2 separate regions of the Sus scrofa genome follow, and region 1 is linked to region 2. Evidence: chromatin contacts called from public HiChIP or PLAC-seq data. All regions are on one chromosome and are shown on one strand. The core of a region is the stretch at or near the end of the contact, and the rest is flanking DNA. Distances in the headings are between cores, read along the strand shown.

Region 1 (4,928 bases), core at 1,064-3,563, 250 kb before region 2:
CCACTAATAGAAAACATACATCTTTCCATACCAGTATATACAGAACTATTTTACTCTTTTTAAGAGTTTAAACTATATTCATAGCGTTAGTGTGTCATAATTTACTTGACCACATTTCTGTTAATGGACATGTACACAGAGACTAGATTCTAGCTTTTGTAAACAACCTTACACTGAATAGCGCTGAAATTATATTCATGAACACGTGTGGTTAACAAACCCGACTAGGAACCATGAGGTTACGGGTTCCATCCCTAGCCTCGCTCCATGGGTCAAGGATCTGGCGTTACCATGAACTGTGGTGTAGGTTGCAGACGCGGCTTGGATCCAGCTTTGCTGTGGCTCTGGCGTAGGCCAGTGGCTACAGCTCTGATTCGACCCCTAGCCTGGGAACCTCCATGTGCTGCGGGAGCGGCCCAAAGAAATAGCAAAAAGACAAATAAATAAATAAATAAATAAATAAAAAATAAAATGTTTGCTATCAAATGGGCAAACATTTATCTTCTTGTTTCCATCACATTTCTTGTGATTAGGAGTAAGGCTATTGGTTATTGGCATTTCTTCTTCCATAGTTTAGCTATTCATGTTCTTTACCATTTTTCTACGGAGCTGTTGGATTTCTTATTTATAGGACCTCTTTATATATTATAGATATTAGTCCTCTGTTGGCTACATATGTTGTAAATAGCTTCTCTTAGTCTTTCAACTTGGTTTATGATGGCTGTTTTCTTTTAATCATTTTATTAAAGAAGGCAGGTTGATTTTACGGGACATGGAGAGAAGACTATATTTGAAAGGCGTTTAGGATAGAAGTCAGTTGAACATACAGAGAAAATGCCGTGCAACAAAATGTCAGCAAGCAAGAACTTTCCTTCATTGTATTGCACAGCTGCAGGAGCTACAATTTTTTTTCCTTTTTAGGGTTGCACCCGAAGCATATGGAAGTTCTCAGGCTAGGGGTCTAATCCAAGCTGTAGACACTGGCCTACACCACAGCCACAGCAATGCCAGATCTGAGCCTTGTTTGCAACCTACACCACAGCTCACGGCAATGCCAGATCCTGAATTCACTGAGCAAGGCCAGGGATGGAACCTGTATCCTCATGGTTACTAGTCAGATTCGTTTCCACTGAGCCACAACAGGAACTCCAATAGCTACAATTTTAATGAAGAGTCATATATTCTAACTCAATGACTTGTTCAATGTCATATTTTATTTCCTTCTATAAACATTTTCTCTCCATTTCCAGGCTTGTCAGCCTAAACAGAAGAAGTAAGTTTTTCCCTAAGTCTCTCTCTCTCTTTTTTTTTTTGTTTTTTTGCTTTTTAGGGCTGCACTTGCAGCATATGGAGGTTCCCAGGCTAGGGGTCCAATTGGAGCTACAGTTGCCGGTCTACACCACAGCCACAGCCACAGCAACATCAGATCTGAGCAGCATCTGCGACCCACATTACAGCTCACGGCAACACTGGATCCGTAACCCACTGAACGAGGCCAGGGATCGAACCCTCAACCTCATGGTTCCTAGTCGGATTCGTTTCCACTGTGCCTCAACGGGAACTCCAAAATGGGTCTTAAACAAGTGGTTGGGTTAGGGGTCAGAAGAAGCTCCACTGATCATGAATTACATTTGATACATCTTTGACTCCAGCAAAATGGTGGCTATCCTTTGGGTATGCTTTTTTTCTTTTAAAAGAATTCTTTAAAGTGGTTATAAATTTGGAGTTCCCCATCGTGGTGCAGCGGAAACGAATCCGACTAGGATCCACAAGGATGTGGTTTTGATCCTTGAACAGTGGGTTAAGAACCCGGCATTGCTGTGAGCTGTGGTATTGGTCGCAGACATTGCTTGGATCTGGAGTTGCTGTGGCTGTGGTGTAGGCCAGCAGCTGTAGCTCCAATTCCACCCCTAGCCTGGGAACCTCCATATGTCTCGAGCGTGGCCCTAAAAAAAGCAATAACAAGAAAAAAAAAAGACAAAAAAAGGTTATAAATTCAATAGTTGCTTGTTATAAATAGCTTAGGAGTGGGTCCACATTTTTGCAGCAAAACTAGCCAGTCCTTAAGGTTTGATGCATTCCCTTTCCATATCATTCAGAGCATTAAGATATAGAATTATAATCTATAGTTGTAATTTGTTTCCCCCCAGTTCTTAAGTTGGGGAGGTGAAGGGGTGGGTCACAGATCCCTTCGAAAATCTGATGGGAAGACATGGGTTCTCTCCCCAGAAAAATGAATGTGAGCAGACACATATAAAATGTTGCCTAAGAGCCATGACACCCAAGCTCATGTTTCAGGGAACCTGAGGCCACTGGAAAATGCTGGCTTGGCGAACTTAATTAGCTAATGCTAGTGCCTAAGAAGGCTTCCTTTCCCACTTTGAACTTGCTTCACTTGTTGTTTGGCTGCTCTAAGGACTCCAGAATGATTTCTAAGTCACTTTCATGAGGGAGTTTCATCTCTACGTATCTACCAGCCAGAACGACCCCCTGTACTTTTTTAGTACAGGAAGGGTCAGGATTCATGAGGTTCTGCTGAATCAGAGCCTCCCTTGGGCCACCCTCTGTGTTCCTCTCTCAAAATACTGTCATATTTGTGAAGCAAAACCATGCTTTGGTGAAGCTGGGCTGTCTATTTTTATCCACCTCCCCTTTCACCCCGTCTTCTGAAATGTGCAGTTGTTTCTTCTGATTAGTGTTCCAATCACGCAGGAGACACCCAAGGCTCATGGATAAAGACCAATCAAGGCTTTGAAAGAGAAACTCAACTCCTCCAATAGCGGAAATGGTTGTACTTTACAACGAGAACAAGAGAATAAAATCTGTTGAGGGAGATAGTTATGTGACAGTCAAGTGCTGAACCTCAGAAAAGGTACCGAGTTAAGTCTGGGGCGAGAAAATATCACCATCATTTACAATGACCACCCCCCCTTTACTCTTAATTAAGCCCTGGAGGAGGGGAGTCTAATTAGAGAGAAAGGCATCATTCAGGGGTGCCACCGCATCACGGTACACAGTCTGGGCACAGTAGGAACACACAGCCCAGGAGGTCAACGGAGTTAAAATTCAGTCTGAAGCCAATAACAGCACCTGCTGAATCTGCCCAGAAGGGGCGTCTTTTTTAATGCATCAGAGTTTAGCAGTTGGCCCTGAAGGCCTCGGTCATTCTCTAGTCTCATTAACTTTGGACTGAATTAATTAAACTGTCCCTTCAATCTAGTCTGCTTTAACGTCATTCCTAAACTTTAGTGAGCATCAGAATCATTGGGAGGGCTTGTTAAAACACAGATTACAGGGCTATGCCCCCAAAGTATTTGATTCAGTAGGTTTGGGGTGGGGCCTGAATCTGAATTTGTAGCAGTTCCCTCAGGGATGCTGATGCCGCTGGCCCAAGGACCTCACTTGGAGAATAAGTGCTACAGGCTATAGGCAAAGCTATAGGTTCTTTACTTTGAACCTTTTCCATGTTTAGTAGCGAGAGCCTGTATAGACCAAAGAAAAATACACTGCTTCAGGTACCCGAAGCTGAAAGGCTGTTCTGGTGGACAGTGACACACCCGTTCACCTGAAAGGCCCACAGTCCCCAGCATTACCTTGAATAAGGGGTTATGGGCAGGCCTCTTCCATTCACTTGATGGACTGTCTGCATCTGTGTCATGAAGGAGCTGCTGTTTTCCCCACAAGCAGCTCAGCTGGGGGCACTGATGCCAGTAATTTACATGAAATTGATGGGGTGGTTCTCAGACCCCATATTGAGTGAAAAGGCTGCCTGTTTTGGTTGGGGCTTGGGTTGTGTACACAGGGGGTGGAGACCTTCTTTGGGGAGTACAAGGCGCCCTGATGACCTATAGCCACTAAACCACACGCTGTTTCTCTGTACTCTGATACAGAAAGGGCTTTTTGTCCGTAGACTCCTAGAGTTAATTCCTGTCTCCACCTCACCCATCTTAAATAACTAGGTAAGATGCTCTCTTCTTAAAGGTCTCTGATGCATTATTCTAGCTTTGGCCCCTGTAAGAGTCTGAGATTTTTTTTGGACTCAAAGTCTTTAACTCTCTTTCTTGCTGAGGCCTTGGCTGAGATAGAAAAGAATCGGCCCCCATCCTCTGCGCTCCGGTCCTTTTCTTACTAGGCGCCCGCCCACATTTTCTTTTTCTGTATCCTGACTTGGCAGTTCCCTGGTGCTCTAGTGGTTGGGACTCAGTGCTGTCACTGCTGTGGACTGGGTTCAATCCCTGGTCTGAGAACTAAGGTCCCACATCAAGTTGCTGTGCGTTGCAGCCAAAACAACCACCACCACTACAACCCCCCCCCCAAACTACTCTATATCCTGCCTCTACTCAAACTCTTTTCTGATCCACAGGCTGGCACTGTTTTGTCCTCTTTATTAGGGCATGACTACTCTTTTTGATGCTGTGTTTTCTTTCTTTTCTCCTTTTTAAGAATTTTTTTTTAATTTTTGCTTTTTAGGGCTGCACCTGCGACATATGGATGTTCCCAAGCTAGGGGTTAAAGTGGAGCTGCAGCTGCTGGTCTACACCACAGACACAGCAATACCAGATCCGAGCCTACACTGCAGCACACGGCAACACCAGACCCTTAACCCACTGAGTGAGGCCAGGGATCCAACCTGAATTCTCATGCCTGCTAGTTGGAGTTATTACCACTGAGCCACGATGGGAACTCCTGATGCTGCCTTTTCAGAAAAGTCCTCTATGGCATCCTGGCACTCAAGAGAAATCTATTAAAGTGCCCTGTGTCTTGGTTTTCAGTGTGGCAGAGTTTTGGCCCTGCATGGCTCTGTTCACTTACCAAACTTCTCACTGGTTTGAGCCTATTATTCCTTGATTATCCTTTTGAAATTCCCTTAGTGTCGGTGGCAAGGATGCCAGGAGCGTGGGGGAGTGCAAGTTGGGAGGGGCCCAGCA
Region 2 (5,006 bases), core at 1,560-4,059:
CCACCCAAAATATGGATACAGGTCCATCATATCAGTGTCAAATCCCTCCTTTGTTTTAATTTCTTTTTTTTTTTTATTAAGGGCTGCACCCAAGGCATATGGAAGTTTCCAGGCTAGGGGTTGAATTGGAGCTGCAGCTTCCACAGCCCGCCACATGCCCGATCTGAGCTGCGGCCGAGGGCTGTGACCTATGCTGCAGCTCGCAGCAACACCAGATCCTTAACCCACTGAGCAAGGCAGGGATGGACCCCATGTTGTCATGGATACTAGTCGGGTTCTTAACCCGATAAACTGCAATGGGAACTCCCAAATCCCTCCTTTGAAAGAAGTCAGAATTCAGAAAAAAAAGTTCCAGTTAAATCCCAATATATTGAGTTTGTTTCAGGAAATGATGTGAGTGTAAGTTACAAAGTAATATAACCCGAGCTTTAAAGGGAAGAGGAAAAAGGCTGACTGTATATCTATCATAGACAGAAGGCAGAAAGGTGGTTGCCATGGGTTGAAGGGTGGTGGATAGACAGTTACTGTTTATGGGTACAGAGTTTCAGCTTTGCAAGATGAAAAGAGTTCTGAAGAAGGATGGTGGTGACAGCTGCCTAACAATGTGAATGCGCTTAATGCCACCAAACTCTACCTAGAAAAATGGTTACGATGGCAATATGTAATATGTTTTACCATAATTCTTTAAAAATTATTACTTTAGAGAGTTTCCTGGTGGCGTAGTGGGTTAAGGATCTAGTGTTGTCGCTGCTGTGGCAAGGCATCGATCCCTGGCCTGGGGAACTTTTGCATGCCTCAGGTGCAGCCAAAAAAAAAAAAAAAAAAGGAGAGCATTATTTTAAAAAAATGACCAAAAAAGAAAAAAACAAAAAACAAAACTGACCAGAATGTACGCATCCAATTAAGTGTGGTCCCCTTCAAATAGTTCATTTTAGGTGACCACATGTTTAGTTCCAAAGTGTTGACACAAAGTAAAACATCTCTGCTGTGGAACTTAAGGCAGGGTTTGTTTGGATTTTTTTTTTTTTTTCATAGCTTTTAACATGCCTGATAATGGGAAATGCCTTCGGAGGACCATTTTTAATTTTGAAAAAAACCTTTTACAGCTCTGTTTTCAAAATAACAATCCTATCAAGTTAGGTTTTCTTTTAGCCCACATGAAGCGTGGCTCTCAGGAAACACTAAGAAGTTGTGCGTGTGGTTTGGAAACTGCCTCCGAGGCAACGGTGAGACACAAGGTTTCAAGGAGCAACCACCTCAGCAGGAAAGAAAAATACACAACACTGAATAATACATTTCGGTCATTCTTCTGCCTTCCAGTTCGATTACCTCCAAAGAGTTTTAAGTTTATGACGAAATGTACCAAAAACATGGTTGTCACTTTGTTCCCATTGTTATTTACAGATACTAATTTTCAGAAACCCGCAGGTGCTCACCAGTGAACATCTCTGTGGATGCTGTCTGTGAAAGCCAAAGGTTTTCACTGCCATTAAAAGGAATAATTTCTGAAAAGCGTAGGGGTGGTTCTCTTTTTAGAGCATGAATGACGAAAGTTATTTTTCAAAGAGGAGTATGATTCACTTATCAAAGTTAAACTGAGGAATGTCACTGAGTTTAATACTTGGGTAAAAATGATCATTCAATAGGAGATAAAACTTACGGACCACTCTGCTAGCTTAACTGGAACAGAAGAAGTACCTTCCTCCAATGATTTCCTTGGATAACCCTGAATAAGTTATTCAGTCTTGAAGAAACTGGGGAGGAGGGGGCGCGTGTATGTGTGTTTATTGGGATAGAACTATACAACCTCTAATGCTCCTTCCAGCTCTGGGACTCTAGGGAAGGCAGAAGTGAGAAAGCACAGAGCCTGGGCTCTGTAGTCTGATCAGCCTGGGCATGAATCCAGGTCTACCACTGAGTAGCCAGGCAAGCTAGTCAGTGGTAGCATCTGTAAAATGGGAGGATAACACTCAACACACGGGACCATTACAAGGACTAAATAGACCAGAAAGCACTCAACAAATGTTCATTTCTCTCTGTTCCTCCTTGGCACCGTGGAACTTGACTGCTAGCAATCCAAGCAGAGAAAACAGAAAGGAAAATTTTATAACGCTTTCCAAACAGAAACGTTTCATGGGACACATCGCCGAGGTACACAGTGCTGACTATTTATTATGTACATAGAAGCAAGGTGACTGCCAGGCTGCACTCAGCCAAGACCTTGTGACACTGGGTGACTGTCTAGCTCCTGACTGCTGCCATGGAGAAAGTCAGGGCAAGCAACTTTCACAATCTGTGTAAGACACAAAGGCGGAGGTGGCTAAGATAACCAAAAGCAACAGGGCAACCCTGTGCTTTCCAGGTACTATTCCGTCCTCCAAGATAAGTCTCGTGTCGTGTGGGCACAACATTCATTAACAGGTCCTATCACCGTCTATAAACTGTCTATACCAGCTGGAAACACTTTAGCCAGAGAGTCAGGAGAGGAGGGAAACCTGGCCCTTTTAAGAATCAATTAATCCATCAACCCCACCATGATGGGTAAAACTAGAAAATACTCAAGAGCCTTGGGGAATGCCAAATAATCCAACAAATAAAACCAAAAGCATTTGAAGCTTTCAACAACTTAATTATATGAGCATCCAAGTTCACGGTGACATTTCATTCTTCCCCCACCCCGTTGACACATTTTTTTCTGGATAAACACACAGATCAGTTAACTGGGGTGCAAAAATACACAAACTAGGGCTTAGAAACACCTGGATCTGACCGTAATTCCGCACATATAATCAGCCCTGAACGTGTGTGTAGGTGACATGGGGTGGGGAGCAATCTTGGGGAATTAGGTGCTTAGATTAGGTGCTTAAACAATGTTATTAGAGTTGTCATCAAATTACATTTGTTTAGCTAATCTTACTTCTCTAGGTGATTCATCCTGGGAAAGAAACAACACCCTCAAGATGGTCAGATAGAATTCTAAAGGATTAAAGGATGAGGATGTTTTTTCTTTGCTCAGGAACAACAGCAATTCTAGAGGGCCTTGCTTCACCCAAACTTAAAAGAAGCAAAAAGTAAAAAGAAATGAAAAGTAAGAAGATTTAAAAAAAAAAAGAATCATTAGATTCAGCTGATCAAGATATTACGTTAGCTACTTGTTTCGATGGATGAGTCGACTTCCACTAAAGTCTAAAAAGGAGTTTTAAGAGCAGCCCCCTTTGTCAGAGTGCTGGGAAATTAAAGAATGACTCACTTTAATACTTGATGTCAAAACCGTGGTGAGCTCTGGCTGTCATGTTTCTAAATCAACAAACAGCATTGTATGATGTTGCTCGGGCTGCCAGCCAGGAAGTGACGGGTGACCCTAGACTCCTTTCACCGTCACGGGTAAAGCCAGGGGCCAGGTCCTGTGCAGAGGGTGCACCTCCTCTCTCTGCCATCCTGGGAGACTTGCCCGGCCTAACGTGGCATGGTTTTTGCCATACTAGACAGAGACTATTGACACACAGTTTAAAGAGCCATTTAGCCTATGTTACGACATCCCTGATGGAAAGTTTTTTTTGTTTGTTTGTTTGGTTTTTTTTTTTTTGTCTTTTTGCCATTTCTTGGGCCGCTTCCCGCAGCATACGGAGGTTCCCAGGCTAGGGGTCCAATCGGAGCTGTAGACACCAGCCTATGCCAGAGTCACAGCCACGCAGGATCCGAGCCACGTCTGCAACGTACACCACAGCTCACAGCAATGCCGGATCCTTAACCCACTGAGCAAGGCCAGGGATGGAACCCACAACCTCGTGGTTCCCAGTCGGATTCATTAACCACTGAGCCAAGACGGGAACTCCCCTGATGGAAAGTCTTAAGGACATTTGCCAGAGCTGCATAAAGCAGAGGACTCAACTTCCATGTAGAACCATCCCGTACAGAATGCATATTCTAGGATTCATTCTATTCTGCCAGCACAACATTTCCCACCCGAAGTGCAGAGAAAGCAGAGGAATGTACCTGGAGCCATAGCCAGAAAGATTTACTACGGACTCTAAGTTCCTTCCATTAGGGGTTCCAGGGGGGCGGGGCGGGGGGGGTCGCTGTTTGAGATGGTCGTGAAATCTGTCCTTAGCGCTCTGCAGTTGGCCACAGGGTAGCTACTCAAGTTCCGATTACGTTTTTCTCCCTAAGTATCAAATTCTGACCTTAAATTGTGGTCATTCTGGTCCAAATCTGGTAGAATTTTCTTTTTCCCCCACACTGCTGCAAAAGACAACACACTCCCTTGGAAAGCTGTCTAAATTCAAGACAACAGAATCATCTCCTTGCTGGACAGGGACCCAAATTTTCCAGGGTCCGTACTCATAATTCAAATTCAGCACTTTCGTCAATGGATCTCTCTCAGAACACAGATGTGTACTCGATTCTGCTGGAAAAATCCATACATACATATCTTTAAAAACAAAACAGGAGTTCCCGCTATAGCACAGTGGGTTAAGAATCCAACTGCAGCGGCTAGGGTCACTACAGAGGGGTGGGTTGAATCCTCAACCTGGTGCAGTGGGTTGAAGAATCTGGCATTGCCACAGCTGCTGCATAGGTCACAGCTGTGGATGGGGTTTGATCCCTGGCCCAGAAACTCCCCATATGCCACAGGTGTGGCCATAAAATAAAAAAATAAACAATTTTTAAAAAACAGCTTTATCAAGATGTATTTTACATACCAACTCAATGGTTTTTAATATATTTATACAGAGTTGCACAACCATTGCCATATCTATTTAAAGGTGACAATATCAAGGAGCTACATCCAGTGCTATCAGGAGCTACATCCCTGTGCTATCAGGGAGCTACATCCAGTCTCTTGGGATAGACCATGATGGAAGATAATATAAGAAAGGGAATGTACATATGTATGACTTCACTGAACAGCAGAAATTGGCACAACACTGTAAATCAACTATAATTTTTAAAAAGGGGGAAAAAGACAATAGTGAGGAGTTCCCTGGTGGTCTAGCAGTTAAGGA

Evidence for each region. HiChIP or PLAC-seq counts read pairs in DNA pulled down with a chosen protein or histone mark.
Region 1: a contact with region 2 is called in an H3K27ac HiChIP or PLAC-seq map of skeletal muscle. The contact joins two enhancer-like sites. A contact is called at or near these places in 5 of 5 promoter capture datasets (fetal liver, fetal skeletal muscle, liver and 1 more), 15 of 47 Hi-C or Micro-C datasets (alveolar macrophages, brain, embryonic fibroblasts and 10 more) and 2 of 2 datasets of contacts at active chromatin or transcription factors (alveolar macrophages and skeletal muscle).

Annotation. Positions count from the first base shown.
Region 1 is chr12:14,000,581-14,005,508 of Sscrofa11.1, reverse strand. All of the region lies in intron 8 of PITPNC1 (phosphatidylinositol transfer protein, cytoplasmic 1), which reads right to left. Among named protein-coding and RNA genes, the nearest start is that of NOL11, 33 kb to the left of the region's middle. Within about 2 kb of position 2,313, at least 5 of the 83 cell types and tissues checked have an H3K27ac peak or open chromatin away from gene starts, as enhancers often do. A contact at or near this core is called in alveolar macrophages, retroperitoneal adipose tissue and skeletal muscle, where this site is marked.
Region 2 is chr12:13,750,269-13,755,274 of Sscrofa11.1, reverse strand. The region is part of intron 1 of PITPNC1 (phosphatidylinositol transfer protein, cytoplasmic 1); the gene reads right to left. Among named protein-coding and RNA genes, the nearest start is that of PITPNC1, 11 kb to the right of the region's middle. Within about 2 kb of position 2,809, at least 18 of the 83 cell types and tissues checked have an H3K27ac peak or open chromatin away from gene starts, as enhancers often do. A contact at or near this core is called in alveolar macrophages, retroperitoneal adipose tissue and skeletal muscle, where this site is marked.